Regions from separate parts of the Mus musculus genome. Here regions 1 and 3 are each linked to region 2. Evidence: chromatin contacts called from public Hi-C data. All regions are on one chromosome and are shown on one strand. The core of a region is the stretch at or near the end of the contact, and the rest is flanking DNA. Distances in the headings are between cores, read along the strand shown.

Region 1 (3,591 bases), core at 957-3,456, 5.8 Mb after region 2:
GCTTCACTCTGGACATTTCTCAGGGCCTAAAGGCTAAAACCAGAAAAACACAAGGAGCTCATGCTCAGGTCCTGGAAAGCTGCCCAGAGTTCGGCCCTGACTCCAGCCATTTTAAACATCACAGTTCATATTGACCTTTAATTTCATAGGTCCTAAGTGAAGCTTATAGTGGTGGAATTTGTTAGGCTTAACAAATCTCATGCAGTACTTAACAGGGTATGTTTTCATCATGACCCTATTCTTAGTCGAGTTATTTTTGTGCATCAGTGACTGACAGGCATATTACAGCACCCATATAAAGTAGCTGGCAGGCGTGGAACAAGATGGCTACAGCTATGCACGCCTCAACACAGATAAGTTTTAAATGTTCAACTGCATGCACATAAGAATATCCATTGAGGGAATGGTTGAAACAACGAAAAGCAGTTAGCAGCAACCCATATCACCCAACTACTGGAATTTAAATAAAATATCTTATCCTTATTTGATGAAATACAGCCATCAAAGACTAGAATATGGCTCAGTGGACAAAGTGCTTGCTGTGCCAACATGAGGATCAGAGTTCAAATCCCCAGACCCCAGGCAAAACCCAGACATAAAAGCTCGCATCCCTAATTCTCCAGAAGCCAGGGAGACAGAGACAGGCAGTTCCCAGAGGCTTGTTAAACAGCCAGTCTTAGCTGACTGGATGAGCTCCAGATGCAGTTTGAGGACCTGTCCCAACAAAATGTAGTGGAAAAACAAACTAGGAAGACACCCTGGTGCAAACCTTTGAACTCCATGTAGTCCTTCATGCATGGATTAGAACACCAACACATGAGTGTACACACACAGAAGTGGGGGAGGGCTAGAAGAAATACTAAATGATAAGAAAATATTATTCATATATTGTGTTTACATGGAATATGGGCATGTGTGTATCACAGCGCCCATGTGGGGGTCTGAGAACAATCTGAGAGAGCTGATTCTCTCCTTCCACCATGTGGGTTCTAAGGTTCAGTCTCAAGATGCCAGGCTTGGCAGCAGACACCTTTACCCACCGAGCCCTCTTGCTGGCCCTCCACCTCAGTTTTTGAGACAAAGCCTCTCTCACTGAACCTGGAGGGGTTGAGGTATGGACTCAGGTTTTTGTGGTTGCTGCAGAAAGCACTTCATCCACCATGCTGGCTTCCCAACCAAAACCACAGTAAGATCTTGGCCGCCAAAATATGAATAGAAATTAAAAGGCCAGCCAGTAAAAGTGCCTTCTCTAAACTGTTCAACATTCAGTAGCTGCTTTATGGGAAAAAAAAAAAAAAAAAAAACCCTTACAGTGGAATCCATTACTTATTTCCTCAGGGCAGGGAATAAGGGAGGGAGGAACTCACCAATAAAATAGTATCTGGTGGTAGGGATGGGGAGAGAAAGAAAGAATATTGGGGAGCTTTTAATCTGTAAAGATCAATTTAGCAAATCAAGTTTTATAAAATCGTAGAGTTACCTCTACTTGTGATACAAATTTATTACTCGTTTTCACAAACTGAAATCATGGAAACTCTTCTGTCGCCGCCCCCAAACTACAAGCTTACATCTGCAATGTTAATAAACACCCACTTAGAATTAACTGCAGGGAATTACTAACAGTCAAAAGACCTGACTATTTCCAACAAGGTATGTAGAGAAACAGAGTAGACGAATTGCCGGAAGTATGTGTATGCCCAATGTTCCAACACTGAGTTTAATAAAAGAAAAATTAGAAAAGGAAATACTACCTCCCTCCAAACTCCCTGTCACTGCTACATACCTTGATTCTTGCTTTTTCTATAAATTCAAGAGGGGCTTTCCCAAACTCAAGTCCAGCTCCAATCCAGGGAATCCAGCCTTGGATGCACGGGGGTCCAAGCAAATTCTTCAACCGAGAGAATAAGAAAAGAACACAGCTTCCCAGAACGGCGATTGCTATTGGTGAGAATAACTCCATAATGCCCATCTTCCAGAATCAACAGACGTTTGAAAACGTCCTTCTCCAGGGGAATCTCCTAGTCCCCCGCCGACTGAGGAAAATGCGCCCAGTTTTGCAAACTCTGAGCCGAGAAACTTTTTAAACAAATTCTCTTGCGTAACTGTGGTTCCTTTGCCCCGCCCCAGTTTTTGTGTGATTTTTGCATTGTGGCTATCTTCCACCTTCCCACGGCTTTCAAATTATGAGAAAAAAAAAAAAAAAAAAAAAAAAAAAAAAAGCTTTGATTTGAACTGGGCTGGGCTGGGCTGGGACGGAGGAGGCGGGAACACATCCTGAGGCGGCGGAGCTCGAGTAAACTAGCTGTTTGCAGCGGGCGCCTAGCTACCAGCCAATCAGAGAAGTCGCTGAGCCCCCAAGAACTACATTTCCCAGAAGCCTCTTGGGTGCGGCTTTGTTTTTCAGCACCTGAGGCCGCCGGACCGGTCCAGCTACCAGGCGGGCGGCGCCTTTGCAGAGCGTAATAAAGGCACATGGTCCTGACCTGACCTCTCTCGGGCTGAAAAGGGGCGGCGCCGGCAGGGTGGCAGGTTCCCAGGCGACCAGCGGTGCCCAGTGGTCCTGACTTGCTGCTGAATGCCTATCGCCGAGGAGGAGAAGCTGCTGCCGCTCACGCAGAGATGGCCCCGGACGAGCAAGTTCCTACTGTCCGGCTGCGCCGCAACCGTGGCCGAGCTAGGTACCGGCCGCCCCCGCCTCGGCCTCCCCAGCGAGTGGCTGCGGCATCGTGCTGGGGGAGGGATGGGCGGGCAGCCTCACTCCTGGCTGGAGTGCATCTTCAGAGGTTGGACCCTCGCAAGGATGTGGTCAGGTGCCCAGTAGGCCAGCTTCGGGAGGAGCGTGGATTGGAGGTGTCCAGGGTCCTTGTCTTCCCATCCCCAGGGATGTTGTCTTATGCCTGAGTGAGTACTCTTGGGCTCTTCATGAGCCCTATACCTCTCTAGGAAACATTTCCCCTTTCGTAAGGATGACCTTTATAGAACCATAATCCATTTGTTCACAGTTTTTTGGTTTGGTTTTGGTTTGTTTTTTTCTTTTTCATCCTCCCTGGGATCGTTTTTTGTGGTTTATAGTCTTATGCTGCCTCGGGAGTCTTTAAGATTTGAGTTGGGGGAAGGGGGACAGTGAGTCCTACCTTGAGGGACTCCAATTGTTAACCATCCCTCTGGAACATTTGCTTAATGCCAGTCAGCCACATCACTTCTCTGAGCCTATACCCGTTAAGGGGAATTCTGAGAAGTAATTTTTATATGTGGTAAATGCAAGGTAGGGGCAGCATTATTCCAGTTGATGCAGTAGTGGGTCCTGGATATACAATTGCAAAAAACCCCAGTGTGGCCTTCTTCCAGGCTCAGTGGGGTGGCGGGTGGGGGGTGGCACATGCAGAGAAAGACATTTATTTACAGCTGCTGCCTGTTGCAGAGAAGCTATTTCTGTGTGTTCCAAGAACATTATAGGAACAAAACAAAACAAGACAGATCCATCTGCCTAAGTGAGTTCAAAGAAACAAACAACAACAACAAATAAATAAATAAGTAAATAAACAGACCACCTAAAGTGGATTACGGCACTATGGCATGAGCAAAGGGTGG
Region 2 (3,737 bases), core at 1,059-3,558:
TCCCCCCAGCACCGTCCTCCCTACTCCTTCCAGAACCACTCCCGTGATTTCTCCTGCACCAATTCCTGTCTTCAACACCCACCTGCCAGCTTTTGCTCTTTTCTAGAACTCTGAACAGCTAGGCGACTTTGTCTTTGCCTGAGTCACCTAGAGTCCTTTAACCCCACCATAGGCAGTGGGCTCAGGCCTCAGTCCAGAACTCTTTTCTGCCCCCCCAGAAAGTCAGAGTAGCGTTCCAGAGAAGGAAAGGGTTTGCCTGAACTAAATGTTCAGGAAGCTGTCTGTTGTACCTCGGCCAAGACAGCAGCTCCTCTCCATTTCCCTTAGGCGCCTGTGGAAGCTGTCCACCCGTCCTTAGACTGCCCCAAGACCCCCTTTCCACTCTGCACAGCCAGCTCCCACCTAAGATTCAGTTCTCTTTCACACCCACACCGTCACACGCAGGAAGCCCAGTGAGCATCCACCATGGCTCCCCACCTCAGCCCACCAGAGCACTGTGAAGGGCAGGCAGAGGGTCCCTGGAGGAAAGGAAGGCAGGGCGAGGGTGGCGGATGTTTGCACCTCTGCTCCTGCCCACTGGCAGTTCTATAAAGGAGCTGAGTACCTCATTTCACCTCACCTCTAAGATGCTCTTACAGATCTCATGCCCTATGCTCCTGTACAAGGTGAGCCGGTTTAAGCCTCTGGATTTATAGACAGAAAGCAAGGGAAAGTGAGTGCACAGACTAGAAGCCAGGTAAACTTAGAGGCCAACGAAAGATAAGATCACAGGTCTCCTTAGGCCTTGCTCTGTCTACTGCTCCACCTAACTCATTAGATGTGCTTCAAGCAGCCAAAAGACATTTGCTGGCTTGGCTGGCTACATGCACTGAGGGAAACACCGGAGGAAATACTTAGAAAGGCGAAGGGAGACCTAGCATCTAGGAACTGTCAATTAGTGGAAGACGGTCCCAAGTGAGATATGCAGAAAGCAATGTCTGAGGTACCACTGAAAGAATGACTGCTTGCCCTGGTAGGATGTGTCCAACAGGACCTAGTACAGCACCCCAGGGGAGAGGCTAGCACAGGTGTTTCTGTTTAAGGTCCCACCTTTACTGTGCCCCAAGAGAGAGTGTGAGGCCAAGGGGCCATCAGCTAGTCACACTGCACAGGCCCCCTCACAAAAAGCACAAAATCCATGATGAGGAAGAAAAAAATTATTTTTTGCTAGTATCGGTTTTTAAGAGCTCCCATGGTGGCCTTGGCTATCCTAGCGCTTTTCACTCAAGTACAAAGTTCAAGGGTTTGGAGAGCCCTGTAACAACAAGCCTGCTTTATCTGAGGATCCCAGAGAGGCAAGTCTGAGGAAGTGAACGCTCTGACATAAGCCTGCCTATGTCTTGAGCAAGATGGGAGAGGCAAATATTGTGAAATTCAGAGTCCTGGGACTTCACGCTCAGTTCTGGAAGACAGAAGCGGATGGAACAGTTTCGCAGGTTTCCCTAACCATTTAGATAAAACAACAAACTTAAGACCTACCGTCACTGGAAACACTCGGAGAAGTGCAATACAGGACCCTGCCCCTCACTATGAAGACAGGCAGGAACTCCTTATCACGGAACCTGATCTTGCTCTCGTTCTCATCAAATGAGGCCACCCCATCCCAAGAGAAAGAAGATAGGTCATGGAACCCTGCCACAACAAAGTGACAACCGGCTGTGCCGGACACCTGGCTAGCAATATTTTTTAGTCCTTGTCAAAGAAGCAGTTGTCCGGGGGACACCTGACTGCACTGGCACCCTCCTCCCCGGAGGTGAGGAATAATGTTTAATAGACTGGGTGGAAGCGAAAGCTGGAACAGCTCACTGGAACCTAACTCTCACTCCTTAATAGCACCCCCTTTTCCTGCTGCAGCACAGCTACCTGTTATTAGGTGGTTCTCCAGGGAAGGGGGTGCAGGGGAAACTGAGGAGTCCTTCCCGCTGGGCAGGAGTGAACTCAAGCAACCCAGCAGTGAGTGCCCAGGGTCCTCCCCAAAGGAAGCCTCAGGACAGAGTGCATTCTGAAGATTAGGGTGGCTTGGATCGCCCTCCAGGTAGGTGTGTGCAGGCGGGCTGGGTGGGCTCACCTCCCTGGTAGGTCTCGAGGGCTCCCCGGGGCGAGGCTGCGTCACCGGAGCCCCCGAGCTGCAACCCCGAGCATTGGACCTCAGGAGCTGCCGCACTATTCCGAACGCAGGCCGCGCCGCCATGAAGTCAGCAAAGGAAGTACCCGGCCTGAAGTGGGCCTCCAGAGCACTCTAGCCCGGGACCTGGAACAGAGTCATTTCGGAGGGGCGGAGCAGAGGGCGGCGCCCAAGTAGCCAATCAGCGAGGGTGCCTCTCCGCATTGCCCTCTGGAAGTTGTAGTCCACGCGTTCCGCCCCCTTCCAGGACGGAAGCGTGTTCTTGTGCAGAAATGCCAAGTCTGGGAGAGCTATGTTCTTTTCCTTCAGCTTTGCTTGGTCTTGGATTTAAGCTGTCTTTAGATGCAGAATTTAAAGGGGTGACATAAAAACTTCTAGGCACGTTATACTTTTTTTTTTCTTTTCGTTATGCAGGGGAGTAGAGACCCTTACACAGTGTCTCAAAGGTGTAACCCTGGCTGCCCTGGAACTCGCTTTGTAAACCAGGATGGCTTCAAATGTACAGATCGCCTTCTGCATCTGCTTCCCGAGTGCTGGGATTACAGCCCTTCAACTCTGACTCCAATGAAAATAATATTTTCTTTTTTTTACTCTTTAAATTATTTTTTAATGTATGAGAGTTTGCCTGCCCACCCTTAAGTGCACCATGGCGCAGTTGGTGGCCATAGACACCAGCAGGGGGCGTCGGATCCCTTGGAACCTGAGTTACAGATGGTTGTAGGATACCATATGGGTGATGGTCCCCTGGAAGAGCCGTCAGGCCTCTTAACCACTGAGCCATCTTTCTAGTCCCTTAACTTATTTTTTAAGTTAGCATACAAAATAGCATGCTACTTTATGACATAGTCTTAAGTCAAATAATATCTCAATACATAAAAATCTGCTTGGGTGCGCCAGTAAAATACCAATATTCTATTTAAAAACATCAACTTTACTAATTGCCTTCACTTTACCCTACACCAGACTCTGCTTGTATCTCAGCTCCCTTCTTATGGACACTCTAGTTGTGTCTCCCATACATCAATAGTCTTTGTTTCTCCGTTTAAAAACAGATTTATGAAAGGAAGACACAAAAGAATGGGTGACCCTCGAATTGCTCCCTACACACAGAACTCTGAGCTAACCATCAATCCCATGACCCTGGTGTGGATAGAAAGTTTGTGTAGCAATTAAGGAAAAAAGTCTCAGAGAGTGGAGGCAATTTTTCCAGAGCTGTGTAGCTGATTAAACTGCCCAAACCTTGTAGAAGTTAGGCCTGGTTCTTTCTCCCAGTCCCATGCTCCCAGAAAGAAGACTCAGATTCAAAATATATTTACAACTACATTGGCCATATAGTTAGGCTCTTCTCTGATTAGAATCATAACTTACATCTTATCTTGTTCTACATTCTGGCACGTGACTGGTTACCTGTGCTCAGGTACCATGAAGCCACGACCAGCATAGAGCATGTGTGAGCTGTAGTTGGAAGAGGAAGTATGGCATACAATCCAGAAGAACTGACAGTTCCTCGGCGACGGAAGAATAACAGGACATCGCTGATTTTTACAAATACAGGCTGGTTATTGTAAAAGCA
Region 3 (3,275 bases), core at 498-2,997, 8.5 Mb after region 2:
TGGAGAAAATACAGTATAAGACAAGCAGGCAACCAAAGTATCTATGATCTGGTCTCTGTAGCTGTCAAACTTATTTCTGTCTTGGCCAATTTTACATTTTCATGTACTAGAAATCCTAGAAAATCATAGTTCACTGCACTTGCCATTTACCCACACAGAAAGCAGCAAACTGCCTCAATTACTTGATACTTAAGTATCACACAACCTCAACATGTAGAGCCTTAAGATTTTGTAAAAAAGAAAAAAAGAAAATCAGATACAGATTTCTTTAATACAGCTGCCTAGCCAGGTGCTTTACACAGCATTGGACAGTGGGAGTTTAAAACTCTATTTTTCATATAATTTCTGACCTATCAACTTAGTGAAGCCTTGATGACTATTGAATACTTATTATGGATCACCAAACAAGCCGCATAAGCCACTCATCGCAATACTGTTCTAATTACTTTACAATGTAAACTTTCAAAACAGGAAACGTCTCAGATATGCTAGCCCCTTAAACTGGGTAACATCCATTCTGGGAAGGCTTCTATTGTGAGAGATAGAATAGGAATTCTCTGCTGTTTATTTGCATTAGAGAATCTGAAACATAAACATCCACAGTTAGAATACGTGTGTTACAATATAAACAAACGAATGAATTGAATGGAACTACTATATTCCATATTGAAACTTACTGGAGTATTCATTTATGACAGCACAGAAAAGAAAAAGGAAGCCTTTATTGGACATAAATTACATGATGTATTATGTCTGTGGAAACTAGCACTCTGTGCAATTACTGTTGTTGTGAGCTTTCTCTAAATATTTTGTAATTAATTTGAAAGTTATAGTAACACCTCAGAAGAGCTAGCCCCTCACACTGTTCAATATACATAGGTGGTGACTATACAAGGCAAGAAAATTAACAGCATAAAGGAACTGTTAGCCCAAAGCAACTGTTCTCAACCTGTGGGTCATAACTCCTTGGCAAACCTCCATCTTCAAAAATATTCAATTTACGATTCATAAAAGTGTCAAAATTACAGTTACAATGTAGCAACAAAAATAATTTTATGGTTGGGGGTCACCACTGTACTGAAGGGTCTTGGCATTAAGAGGGTTGAGAACGACTGGCCTAAAAAATAACTAAGCACAAAACTATGTTGGAAGAAAATCAGCAGGCGGTTGAAAATTACACGCATGTGTCACGCTCTCAATGGCAAAACGGAGAAGTTAGGCTATGTGTTTTGTTTTGTTTTTTAAATCAGGTTAGACGCGCCTTTCCTTTTCATCTTTTCCTTCTGTCACCTAACTTTCTGTCTTACTACCTCTAGCAAAAACACCCTAGAAACCACATGAGCTTGTGAACCTCTAACAAGTAACCTCTGCTCTGCGCGTGCGTGGGAAACCAGGGACGCACAGCGACAAGACTAGCACGCTGTTGAAAGGCATTTTGCAGCGGTGACCTCCGAATTCCACCAGCCTGGCGGGAAATGAGAACCCAGTCAGTCACCATCTATATTTCAGGAGCAAGCAGGGGCGGCTTCCTATCACAGAAAATCCGTGAAGAAGAAGGAAAGGACAGCAAGATAGATAGGTGGAGCAGATGAAGCCAATAAGAGAAGAATCCTGCAAGCCTGACGTGCTCCACAGCGCACGGGCTTACTCACAGTGTTTGGGGATCACCCGGACCAAGCCCGGACTTCAGAACCGAACCCAGACGCCGGGGTCACACCCGCTCGCCGCAGGAGCTCGGCAGCCAATCAAATCAGGGGGCGTAGCCAACACCGCCCTCGGATTAGCCAATCCAATCCGGACATTGCGGGCGCGCGTCTGATGACGTAAAGACATACGCTCCGCAGGCCGGCCTTCTCTACACAAGTGTGTTTGCGTTCCTCACTGACGCTTCCGGTTCCCAGATCCTGGAAGTTCTCCGTCTTTTCCGGTTGTTTGGGCGGATTAAGTCAGAAGCGCGCCTTTTGAATCCGTGAAGCAACTGTGAAGAGTCGAGGAAGCGATAAAGCGGCTGACAGATCCAGGGGATAATTTGAGCCTCACGCGTTTGTGGTAAAACTCCGTTTTGTTTTGTTTTGTTTTGTTTTTAAGGGGCAATGTCTAATGTCTGAATAGGTCTCTGCCATTTAGGGCAACTGTTTGAGATAACCCCAGAGTGGAGTGAAAATATTGATCTTCCCTCTCTAGTCCCCCTGACCCTCCCGGTCTTGGTTCCTGAATCTCTGTACCTCGTCCTGGAGCGACGGACAGAGTAGCCCAAGTTCACTCTCGTTAGTGGTTCGCAGATGAACAGCTTAAGTTGAGATAAGTCGGTTTAAACTAGTTTCAGTAAACCGGCCAAGAAAACAACAAGCAAACCGAAGCGGAGCGCCTTTTTCCACTCCTCCCATAAGGATTCGATCTAGTCTGAACGGGCTGATTCATAAAGAAAAAAAAAAAAATGTTCTTTGAGCTGTCACGCCGTCCGACTTTACGCTGGTTTCATTTAAGCACTTTATTTCTCTTCGTCTTGGCTAATTAATCCAAAGATATCCCCACAGCTGCCCACAAGTCATTTGATTGCATTTAGTATATCTCATACATAATAATTGTAGTCATAGCGGTGTCTACCAACCCACTGTTAAGCTATGATTTCCTGTGGATCTGGGAACAGTAAGGAATTTTTATCTTCTATCTTAATTTTTCTTTTCTTTTCTTTCTTTCTTTCTTTCTTTTTTTTTTTTTAAATTAACACAAGTTGAGTGGTCCCAACAGGTAGAAATCATGACCCTGGTTTCGATACTTACAATGTCTGTCTCATGATTCAATGTAGGCGTTTTCTGTATTACATCCTGCCATATATGTTGTTTAGCTTGGTGTTTTGGGGGGATTCCTAAAGGTTGGAGTAGGAGAATCTCCTGCTCTTTTGCCATCTCTTGGAAGACCCTTTTCCTCATTTCTGGGTTGCATTATCCAGCCTTGATATGATGGTTTGTGCCTAGTCTGATTACATCTTATTACCTCATGTTTGGTTGATGTCGCTGGGAGCCCTGTTGTTTTATGAAAGGAAACGCAGAAGCAGTGGTTTGGGGAAAGAAAAGGGACCCATGACTTGAGGAGTGGGAGAGGAAACTATGGTCAGATGTATTGCATGAGAGAAGAATAAATTTTTTAAAAATTTATGTACTCTTTTCAACAAAAATTATATTTATATTATAATTATATTTTTCACCTTTGCAGACTATGTATCGTTGTGATTATACTGTTTAGATGAAAATGTCTGGTAAAGCACGTGCTTC

The links. A called contact is a pair of places that touch in the nucleus more often than the background predicts.
Region 1: a Hi-C map of regulatory T cells shows a contact between it and region 2, with 5 times the contacts expected there. The contact joins the promoter of Cyp39a1 here to the promoter of Mocs1 in region 2. A contact is called at or near these places in 1 of 39 promoter capture datasets (pre-B cells) and 2 of 484 Hi-C or Micro-C datasets (CD4 T cells and regulatory T cells).
Region 3: a contact with region 2 is called in a Hi-C map of muscle stem cells, with 4 times the contacts expected there. The contact joins the promoter of Mmut here to the promoter of Mocs1 in region 2. A contact is called at or near these places in 2 of 484 Hi-C or Micro-C datasets (CD4 T cells and muscle stem cells).

The regions. Positions count from the first base shown.
Region 1 is chr17:43,665,987-43,669,577 of GRCm38.p6, reverse strand. Cyp39a1 (cytochrome P450, family 39, subfamily a, polypeptide 1) reads right to left here and starts at 2,206. Exons shown (of 12, transcript NM_018887.4): 1 at 1,784-2,206. The coding sequence starts at 1,969. Slc25a27 (solute carrier family 25, member 27) reads left to right here and starts at 2,364. Exons shown (of 9, transcript NM_001357122.1): 1 at 2,364-2,678. The coding sequence starts at 2,576.
Region 2 is chr17:49,426,935-49,430,671 of GRCm38.p6, reverse strand. It overlaps Mocs1 (molybdenum cofactor synthesis 1), which reads right to left and starts at 2,308. Exons shown (of 11, transcript NM_020042.2): 1 at 2,108-2,308. The coding sequence starts at 2,230.
Region 3 is chr17:40,933,157-40,936,431 of GRCm38.p6, reverse strand. It overlaps Mmut (methylmalonyl-Coenzyme A mutase), which reads right to left and starts at 1,747. Exons shown (of 13, transcript NM_008650.3): 1 at 1,653-1,747. It overlaps Cenpq (centromere protein Q), which reads left to right and starts at 1,858. Exons shown (of 9, transcript NM_031863.4): 1 at 1,858-2,049; 2 at 3,217-3,275. The coding sequence starts at 3,253.